2 separate regions of the Mus musculus genome follow, and region 2 is linked to region 1. The links are chromatin contacts, called in public HiChIP or PLAC-seq maps. All regions are on one chromosome and are shown on one strand. Each heading gives the region's core, a stretch centred on a gene start, on an enhancer-like site or on the middle of the called end of the contact. The rest is flanking DNA. Distances are from core to core; before and after follow the strand shown. Region 1 holds the start of Mesd (mesoderm development LRP chaperone). Region 2 has its middle 14 kb from the start of Cemip.

Region 1 (5,538 bases), core at 1,080-3,579:
GGATGACTATAGCAGATTCCTCACTTGGGGAAAAATGCCACATGGAAGCAGGAAGAGAGCACCCTGTGGGTACAGGCTGGAAATGCAGGCACATTGATTTGAGAGGTACCTGGATGAGTGGGTAGATAAAAATATTAAGACAGAGGTTTCTTGAAGAAAAGACTAGTCACCCTATGGAAAACAAAAAGTGAAGCCTTAAATATCTTTTTTGCCTCAGCAAGAATCACTCATATAACAAGTCAGAATGCCATGGACAACAACCTGAAGCAGTTCTAGGGCCAAATCTGGAATAATATGAACATCAAAATAGTAGTGAGGATTTATAATTCTCTAAGTCCATATTAACATAAAGAAAGAAAAAGAATATCAGTAGAATATCAATAAATAGTTAATAAATGGAATAACTAATAAATGGAAGAACGTACACAACAGACAGAAATAAATAATCCCCAAAGGGGATGGTAAGTTGGCTTGGTGGGCAAGGCGCTTGCCTTGGCAGATATGATGACCTGAGTTTAATCCCCAGGGCCCACATGGTAGAAGGAAAGAAATGACCAACTACATCCAACTTGTTCTTGGACCTTCATATGCATGCTGAGGTACATATATAGGCACAGAGATCTCTACTAGACCACATTCACAAGTGTGTTTGTATTAAATGCAGGGAATGTTATTCTGTTGGTCTCTGCTGTTCAGCTCAGTACACATCTCTCTAATAGACTAGAATACTCTCCTGTCCTGTCTAAAATCAAACCTGCTCCCTGTTGCCCTCTGACATTCCCACACAACACTTCCTCTTTATAAGATCCAACCATTTCTGTTTCTGTTTACGAGGGTTATTTCCTACCCCCTTGTTCTGACAGATGTCTTGCTCATCTCTGTGACCTCCTCTTCCTCGGGGTCTGAGCACTGTCCATGGCTAGGCCTCTCACAAGGCAAGGTTCACTTTAGCAGGTTAAAAGGCATTATTTACTAGAGTCCAAAAAGGACAGTTGGAAATTGAAAGGAGTCATACCCACTCAAATCTACTCCAAATTTTCTTTCCAGAATCTCACAGTGGAGCCCAAACCAGTTTGAAATTTACTATGTAGCCCAGGTTTAACTAAGGCTAGCCTCCTCCACTAGTCTCTTAAGTGCTGGAATTACAACCTTGCACTACCATGGCCCCACTACTCCAATTCTTCTGTTGGGTACAGAGAACAACAACAGGAGTCCCCCCTTTTTAAGTCAAATCCAACAGGTGGATATTTTAAATGTATGCCCAAAAGTCTTACCTCCTTCCAACAATATAGTTAGCCACAAGTTAAAAAAAAAATCAGCATTGGAAACAAACTCTGAAAAGTTCTCTGGCAGAGAACCTTACACAGTGAATATAGCTATGTGTGTGATTCCTTTCCATCAGCTGTGCCAATCAAATACGACAGTACAATCAAGGGCTGCAGTGTACTTTTGATCAGGAATCCCTCCTTAGAACCTTTTGCATACCCCAAATGCAATCAAGTAACAGACCAGAATTCGGCCTCTCACAAAACAAGTCCACTACTCCCATCAATGAAAAACCTGAGTTGCATATGAGATATGCCTTAGTTCCCTTTACCAGTAAAATAAACCCACCCAAGAAATTACAAAAGCCCCAGCAGGAATATACACCAAAAGAAGTCGGAAACCCTCTATATTTGGAAAGATCTCTATCAAAGCTAAAAAAAAGTTGAGAGACCACCTTTAGAACCCATTCACTCCAGAACAGGAGGAGGAAGGAGGGAATGCTCTTCAGGAGCGCTCGCTCCCTGTTCGCGGCTCACAAACCACCAAGATCAATGTAGAGACCCCTGCGACATAGCAAGGAAAGTAGGGCTTGACTGGTGAGAGTCCAAGTGCTGACTGGAGTGGCTGAGGAGCCATGATAGCGAAAGACACTGGGCGAGAGGCCTGAGCCGTGGTGGAATGAAGAGAGACGCGGGAGTCAACGGGTACTGGGAGACATTTCAAGAAAGACCCTCAGAGGGCAGCGAGCGGGATCAGGGGACAAAAGTCAGAAGGTCAAATGTCCGAGAGGGTAAGGGTTAGGAGAAAAGGGATCTGTATGGGAGATGCTCAGAAGTGTGCAGGCGACACAGACCTCCCACTGCTCCAGAAGTCGCGCCATGTCGGCATCGTTGTAATCGCGGATGTCCTTCTTTTTCCGTGGAGGTGGGGTGGCCTCGCCCGGAGTGTCCGCCGCGTAGGCATTAGGAGGAGGGAGCAACAGAAGGTCCGAGGCACACAGAAACAGTAGAACCGCGCGCAGCCACCTGGAGGCAGCCATGTTAGCAGCCTAGCGTAACGGACTGCCCAGCGTAAGGCACAATGAGCCTGCGCAGACAGCGTGCGGAGTCCGGACGCCGGGGCCTCGCCCCCACCCCGCCCCCGGCCTTCCAATCCAGTCCCTAAGCGTGTTCTGCGCAGAACTAAACCCAGTACTTGACCCCGTCCCACCCTCGCGGACTCAAGTCCCAATGGCTCCGCCTCCGAGGAGTCCGTAGCCTACCGCACCCCGCCTCGTTCTGGTTCCTCCTGTCCGGACCTCATCCGGTAGCTCCGACCCCCTTGGCTCCGCCCACAACTGCATTCCCTTGGGGCTCCCAACCTCAGGCTCCTCCCCGTCATCGAGCCTTTCACCACTTGACTCCACCCCTCAGCCACGGTCTCCTGACTCCGCCCCTAGGGTACCGCCTCCTCACCAGACTCCGCCCCATAGCTCTGGGAGCTCACCTGGCTGGGGACCAAGGGTTCTTCCTCCTGGTTCCTCCCCTTGCCAGGCTCCGCCCCGCGAGCTCCGCCCCTTGGCCTGGCCAAACAATCTACTCTAGCTGGGTCCTGCCCAACTGTGCTTTCTCCACTATTTGGGGGTTTTGTTAGAAGTCAGCCCTTTTGTCTCTCATTCTCTAGCCAGGGTCTGAAAGTTCCCTCAGGGTTTCAGTGACAGAGTCCTCGAAGCCTATGAAATGAATGAGTTGGAAGATATGCAAACTACCTTGACCCTGAGGCCCTTTTCAGGGTGTTGACATTCAACTACGCTCCCTAGTAATTTCTAGCAAGAACAAACCGCCTGCTGAAAAGCTAAGGACAGCTAGGGCAACTTTTCTCGAAGACTGTAATTATAGGGTCTATTGTTATTCTGCTCCACGGATGATTTTCGACCCACCATTCTTTCAATATCACTGTCAATTAAACTGGAAAAAAAAACCCATTTAATTGATAACCATTTTTATTGTTTAAAATAGTTCCTGTCTCTTCTGATTTTCATCTACCACTGTGGCTTTAACCTATAGGACAAAACCACCCTAATTTTATTTTCTATTTTACAAGATTTTGACCACTAAGATCTTCAAAATTAAAATACTTGGGGTCAGAGATACTTTAAAGTTTCCTAAGCTTTAAGTGGCAGATCTGATTTCTTTAAAATTTCAAATTATATCATAAGACATGAAACCTTGGTGTAGTTGGAAAATATTCAAAAACTATACCTTAAGTACTGACCCCAAAGTGCCACATAATGCATACAATTTATTTCTATATTTACAAATGTATCTCAAGAATGGGTTTTCAATGTTTATATCAGCATACTGTGTTAATTACTAAGCATACTTGGGTTCTTTTTTTTTTTTTTTTTTTTTTTTTTTTGGTTTTTGCGAGACAGGGTTTCTCTTTATAGCCCTGGCTGTCCTGGAACTCACTTTGTAGACCAGGCTGGCCTCAAACTCAGAAATCTGCCTGCCTCTGCCTCCTGAGTGCTGTGATTAAAGGCGTGCGCCACCACGCCTGGCCTTGGGTTCTTGAGTGTTTCATTCCTTTACTGTTTTTTAGTTTTTGGTTTTTTGCTTTGTGGGTGTTTTTTGTCTTGTTTGTTTTCTCAAGACTGGGTTTCCCTGGCTAACCTGGAACTCACTCTGTAAACCAAGCTGACCTAGAATTCAGAGGTCTGCCTGACTCTGCCTCCCAAGTGTTGGATTGGAGGCATGTGCCACCACAACCATTCTTCACTAGTACACCAGTGTTTTTGTTTTTTCTCTCATGGTCATTATTATATTACTATTTTCCCTGTCTTTTTCTCTATACTTTGGATGGATATCGTTAATAGGTTTCATATAGTGCAAATCCTTTACAAAATGTTTAAGTAAAAGTCTTTCTTATGACTGATACTTCTTTCTCAGAAGTGGGTGGAAATTGAGTGTTAAGAATGTCCTGGGTTCAGCTGGGCATGGTGGCACACGCCTTTAGTCCCAGCACTTGGGAGGAGGCCGAGGCAGGCGGATTTCTGAGTTCGAGGCCAGCCTGGTCTACAAAGTAAGTTCCAGGACAGCCAGGGCTACACAGAGAAACCCTGTCTCAAAAAAAAAAAAAAAAAAAAAAAAAAAAAAAGGAGTGTCCTACCTTATCCAGCCTTCTTTGTCATATGGCCCCATCACAAAGGTCTGGAGTTTCTATCCTCAAGGTCATCAAAAGTTCCAGGATGGCTATTGGTACTCCAACCATCAGATGGCATTCCAATCAAAGGAAATGGGAAATAAGTCAAGCTGAGGGACGAGCATCCTATTAGGGAATTGTGCACAGCCTTTCTGGTCTCATTGAGCTACCTCTCTGAGAGGGACTGGGAGTAATTATTTAGCTGTCTTTGCTACCATCTCAAATAAATTTAGGCTTGTTAGGAAAAGCATAAAGTGGAGGTTAAGAAAAGAGCTAACTAGCAACGTGAGCCTTATTGACCTTCACTCTAAGGTCAAATGTGGTGTGCATTTATTCCCACTGTAGTAACGTAGCTGATTTTTTCCATATTCATACATGGATATGAATAAACACAAGGACATTTTCTGTTGACGTTATACAGAAACAACTCATAAGAAAAGAAAAAGAACTTTTTTCTCTTCTTTTTTGAAATCATAAGGGAAATGTCATGAGCCTTCTCCCAGGGGCACATTGCTCCACCCCGTGGCTTGGAGCTCTGTCCTGGCACAGTCATGCTAAAAAACATGCACAGCTGTGGCAGATCATGTGCTCTGCAGGGCGGGGTCACCCTGGTCATTCATTCTGCCAACTGCCAAGGTAAGGTTTAGAAAAAAAAAAAATGCTGGTTTTCTTGGCCTGAAATATCTAGTTACAGAAAAATAAAAAGGTTTTTCTTTTCTTTTCTTTTTTAAGTATTGTACCACAATTGTTAAAACAAGTCAGAAGTTCCAGGGCTACTGACTGTCATCTGAGGAGGAAACACATCTGGCTCCCACTCCATTGATCTGAAAACATTTGGAGCAACTACATTTTCAACATTTGACAGACTAAGTATATTTTGGTGTTTTGGAACACTGAAGAACCTTCTTTGTCTAATGACTTACTGTTAGGCAGGTGAGACATTGACAGGAAGGTGAACTTGAAGTCCTTGGTATCATACAGGAGGGTTTGCAATAGCAGACGGGCTAAGCCATCTACAGTACACGCTACAGATTCCAGGTTAGGAGCTAAAGGGGCCATGGTAGTAAATGTCTGTACTTAGTCTGTACTTAT
Region 2 (5,538 bases), core at 1,723-4,222, 210 kb before region 1:
CACAGGAATCACATATCAAATATCCTGCATATTGGATACTTCTATCACAATTCACAATAGTAGCAAAACTACAGGTATGAAGTAGCAACAGAATAATTTCATGGTTGAAAGTCACCACAGCATGGGGAGCTATGGGTTCCTCTACTAAAGGGTTGCAGCATTAGGAAGGTTGAGAGCTACTGCTCTAGACTCTTGACTGCTCTGACCTGTGGAGCCCAAGTAATGGCTAGCCAGGCAAGATGCTTATTGATCACCTAACGTTCTTTAATTCATGACTCACTGGGCACCCTCTAGCAATGCTAGCTGCTGACCAGAAAAGAAAACTCTTCCACTTCCTTCTCCATAAGTGGAAGAGGACTTTGATTCTTACAGGAAGCCCCTTTGTAGAATCACCCCCTTACTACAGACCTTCTCTCTCTCAAGTAGCTTGCTCTCTTGACTGTTTCTCTTTCTTTCTGACTTTTCACCCAGAATGAAAATGCTGTGTGACCTTTATGAATGATCTTTTAAGACGTTTTTTAATTTCAGTTTGCAAGTATATTTTAACAATGTTCGTATTTATAGTGTCTTGGTTAGGGTTTCCATTGCTGTGAAGAAACACCGAGGCAACTCTTATACAAGACATTTAATTGGGGGTTGCCTACAGGTTCAGAGGTTCATTCCATTATCATCAAGGCAGGAAGCATGGCAGCATTCAGGCAGACATGGTGCTGGAGGAACTGAAAGTTCTACATCTTATTCTGAAGGCAAAAAAAAAAAAGAAGACTGGCTCCCACTTGGCTATGAGGAGAGTCTCAAAGCCTAACCCACAGTAACATACTTCCTCCAACAAGGCCACACCTCCCAAGTGCCACTCCCTATGGGCCAAGCATATTCAAACCACTACATATAGTCATCAAGGAAGCTGTTCTATCCTCTCTCCCTCTCTCCCTCTCTCCCTCTCTCCCTCTCTCCCTCTCTCCCTCTCTCCCTCTCTCCCTCTCTCCCCTCTCTCCCTCTCTCCCTCTCTCCCTCTCTCCCTCTCTCCCTCTGTGTGTGTGTGTATGTGTGTGTATCTATGTCCTTATCTGGTTTGGTTTCAAAGTGATACCAGCTTCCTAGCACCACTTTCAGAGCATCCCTTCCACTGCTGTTTTATGGACCTGTTGGAGACATATTGGTATTGATCCTTTGTTGAAGGTCTATAGCATCCAGAGTGATTCTGCTCAGTTTTGGGCTATCATTTTATTTATTTTATTTTTGTTTGAACACTTTCTATTACTGCGTCAATCTCATTTCTCATTATTAATCTGTTTAAGTTGTTTGTATCCTCTTGACTCAATTTTCATAAATCACTTCTGTCTAGAAACTTAGGTTTTTTTTCAAAATTTCAAGTTTATTCAGTGCATGTTTTCAGAATATTCCCCAATGAATCTTTGAATTTCAGTTGTATTTTCTGTGATTGTTCTTGTTCCTCTCATCACAAATTATATTAATCTCTCTCTCTCTCTCTCTCTCTCTCTCTCTCTCTCTCTCTCTCTCTCTGTCAGTTTCACCAAGGGCTTACCAGTCTTGTTAATCTTTTCAAGTAACCAATTCATGTTTCACTGATCCTTGCATTAATTTTTTAGTCACGTTTTATTGTGTGTCAGTTAGCTTTCCATTGCTGTAACAACATCTCAGATAAGCCACCCCAAAAGAGAAATAATTTCAATTTAGTTATAATTTAGTTTTGATCTAGCTTTGGAGATTACAATCCACATTCATTGGCTCCATGCTTTTTGTTTATGTGGTGTGGAAGATCGTTACAGGAGTATGTGACAAATCAGGAAAACGATGAGGAATGCAGTGGAGTCCCATAATTCCCTTAGAAGTCACCCTTTAGTGGCCTAATCTCTCACTATACACCACCTCTCAAAGGTCTTGAATATGTCCTGGTAGCACCAAGGTGAGGGCCAAGTCATTAACATGAATAGAACTTGAAATGAGATGAACAAGAGCCATTTTTACAGATACTACTGAAATCCAGGGGATCCTTGGGGACTATTCTGTAAGCATACACTGAATAAATTTGAAATTTAGAAGAAATGGCTAAGTTTCTAGACGTAGCACATGGGCTTTGGGGATGCATTCCAGATCCAGACTGCAGCCCCTATTAATTCATGTAGCTATAGCACATGAGTATTTGTTGCTATTCTATGAATATATTCCAATTTATGCTATGGATGAACAATGGGCATTTCATTTGAATTCCATGTTTTTCTTATATTTTTGGTTGTGAGCCTAGCCTTTAATGGCTGAGCCATCTCTCCAGTCCCAGTTTTTTTTCTTAACAAACAGGTTTTGCACATCTCATGATTTAAGACTTCTTCCTGATGGTCCTTAATCTTACTAATGTGTTGAAATTCCCAAGCTGCATTTAACTATGTTGGTGCCTGAATCCTCACCCTCACAGATTCTGATTTTGTTACAGTCTCAGAGTTTACTGCTGTGAGGCGACTCTTGTAAGGACAACATTTAATTGGGGATGGCTTACAGGTTCGGAGGCTCAATCCATTATCATGGTGGGAACATGGCAGTGTCCAGACAGGCATGGTGCAGGAGGAGCTGAGTGTTCTACATCTTCATCTGAAGGCTGCTAGCAGATACTGACTTCCAGGCAGCTAGGACAGGGGTACTAAAGCTCTCGACCACAGTGACTCACCTACTCCCACATGGCCACACTTCCTAATAGTGCCACTCCCTGGGCCAAGCATATGCAAACTATCACAGTTGCTCTGGGCATGTGGACTTTTAAACAAAATACCTCCAGATTCCCAGGTGGGCATGTAAAAGTGAAAAAGCTGCCCTAAAAAGGGTTCCTCGTCTCCATGTGCACTCCCATTATGCAGATTTTGACTTAGTACATCCATGATGATTTGAGACTACACATTTCATAGAATCTCCCAGATGATATTGGTCCACTGCCAAGGGTGGAGTACAGCTGAGTCTTAGGGATGTGCCTTCAGCCCCACTAGAACTATGCCAACTCATTTTTGAAAGCCAGGGTGCAATGTCTCCTCTCCACATTGGATTAGAGTTCTAGACTTCACCACTTGTATCTGACTTGGTGTATTTTGCCTAAATATTAAATATTATATCCCTGATCATTCAAGAGATAAGAATATTTCGAAATCACACGGGACATTTGACAATTTTCTATTGAGAGGGAAGGTATCCTTTGGGCTCAGGACCCCAAAGACCAAGTTGTCAGACTAAGTTCTCAGTACAAAGGAGATGTCTTTGCCCAGAGGGACAGAGGACAGGGATAAGGGACAAAGACAGGAGGTAGAGGATGAGAGAGAAGGAGAAGGGAACAAGAAAGAGGGGTAAGGGGCATTTGTCCTAAAGTGGGTCAAAGGACTGCCTCTGGTTAGAGAGGAGACAGATGTGGTCATTAGGAAAATGCTAGTTTATAAGGGTAAGGGTACATGGGGAAACCCTGTGTTAGGATGAGGTGTTTGATTCTAACTGGCATGTTAACTAGGTGAGCCAAAGGAGACTTTTGATTGCTGGACTTTAATACTTAAAGAGCTGAACCTTGGTAGTTAGCCTCAGGAGGAGGAAGTGGCCAAATAAGGGAATAGGGATTTTGGGGGCTACCTTCAAGAATGTAATCTTCAGATTTTAGCAAGGGAGAGGGAATCAGGGAGAAGGGCAGGCCTGCCAGAGCTATGCTTGCCACACTCAAGCTGGCTAAAATCCCTTCGTACACAGGGAAATTGTCTGTCTGAGGCCCGTGCCTAGTCACCTGGTAGCTTCTGTATTCTTTTTTCATAGTAATTCCTCATTGACTCTAGGTACAACTCCTTTATTTAGTATATGCAAATATACTCACTCAGTTGTCCATCAAAGACAATGCTCTTTGCAAGCACCATGCCTCAGGCGTCTCCGTTGTCACACTAGGCCCTGGTTAGGAAGGGTCCTTGTGAGGTGCACTTAGACCCCTCCTGTGCCCCAGGTTCTCAAGCAGCTTAAGAAAATCTCAGGCAATGGATAGATTGATGAGACTAAGGGCGTATTCTTCAAGCCACATGTTGTCTGTCATTTTAGAGGTGACTTCTGCCCCTTTCAGTAAAAACCCCAGGCTGTTTCTTAGAACCAAGACTACCTGACATATAACTAATGTATAGAAAATGTATAATACAGTCTTTTAAATATTTTTTTATTTTATATGCATGAGTGTTTCTGCCTGCATGTTTGTCTATGCACCATGTGCATATTATTACCTGCCAGAAGTCAGAAGAGGACATAAGAATCTCTAGAACTAGACTTACAGGTGCTTTGTGAATGGCTGTGTGGGCACTGGGATTCAAACCCAGATCCTCTAGAAGAGCAGCCAATGTTCTTAAGCCTTCTTCTCTCCCACTCCATATATAATCTTTTAATCAGATCTTAGAGTGATTGACATACCAGGTTCAGCATTTTGCCTCTGACTCAGAGAACACATTCTGACACTCTTGTTCTGGGGGTTCAGTGATGTCTTAGTCAGGGTTTCTATTACTGCACAAACATCATGACCAAGAAGCAAGTTGGGGAGGAAAGGGTTTATTCAGCTTACACTTCCATGTAGCTGTTCATCACCAAAGGAAGTCAGGACTGGAACTCAAGCAGGTCAGGAAGCAGGAGCTGATGCAGAGGCCATGGAGGGATGTTTCTTACTGGCTTGCTTCCCTGGTTTGCTCAGCCTGCTTTCTTATAGAACCCAGGACTACCAGCCCAGGGATGGCACCACCCACAATGGGCTGGGCCCTCTCACCCTTGATCATTAATTGAGAAAATGCCTTGGCCAGACGTGGTGGTGCACGCCTTTAATCCCAGCACTTGGGAGGCAGAGTTCGAGGCCAGCCTGGTCTACAGAGTGAGTTCCAGAACAGCCAGGACTACACAGAGAAACCCTGTCTCGAAAACAAACAAACAAACAAACAAAACAAAACCCAAAACAAAAGAGAAAATGCCTTACAGCTGGATCTCATGGAGACATTTCCTCAAGGGAGGCTCCTTTCTCTGTGATCACTCCAGCTGTGTCAAGTTGACACACAAAACCAGCCAGTACAAGCGATGAACAATTTACACATTCTTTTGGATCTTATTCTGATAGAAAAATGATAATAAACAATGGAAAAATCAAAATCCAATGTTGAGTGTGATATGCACAATGAACAGAACACTGGGAAGAGAGGAAGGCATCCCATCTTTTAGCATCTGAGGACAGAGCAGTGGATTGACAGGTGTGTATGCAGTCTGTTACCTCAATTAGCATTTCAGTCCCCACCCTGCAGCCAGCTGTCTGTGGAAGGCATGCTTTTTAACCTCTCTGTGGTGTTCTTCCTTTGGTAAGCAACTTAGAATAGCACTATCTTCCATCTATCTGAAAGCTAAGAATGTCTTCAGACAGCATCTGGGAGCAGTGGCAGAGAGCTTCCGGCTTTGCTCTAACCCACCTCTTGGATGTTCCTGCCATGGCATTTGAAAAGTATCCTGACTACAGTTTTGTTTTGTTCTGTAACTATAAAACTA

The links. HiChIP or PLAC-seq counts read pairs in DNA pulled down with a chosen protein or histone mark.
Region 2: a contact with region 1 is called in a FOXA1 HiChIP or PLAC-seq map of pancreatic cancer cells. The contact joins the enhancer-like site here to the promoter of Mesd in region 1. A contact is called at or near these places in 2 of 484 Hi-C or Micro-C datasets (the NIH/3T3 cell line and embryonic stem cells), 9 of 115 datasets of contacts at active chromatin or transcription factors (the 230-238 cell line, embryonic stem cells, epiblast stem cells and 5 more) and 2 of 9 other capture datasets (liver and pancreatic islet).

The regions. Positions count from the first base shown.
Region 1 is chr7:83,889,057-83,894,594 of GRCm38.p6, reverse strand. Mesd (mesoderm development LRP chaperone) reads right to left here and starts at 2,329. Exons shown (of 3, transcript NM_023403.4): 1 at 2,120-2,329. The coding sequence starts at 2,305.
Region 2 is chr7:84,098,040-84,103,577 of GRCm38.p6, reverse strand. No RefSeq gene overlaps it. Among named protein-coding and RNA genes, the nearest start is that of Cemip, 14 kb to the right of the region's middle. Within about 2 kb of position 2,972, at least 6 of the 459 cell types and tissues checked have an H3K27ac peak or open chromatin away from gene starts, as enhancers often do. A contact at or near this core is called in pancreatic cancer cells, where this site is marked.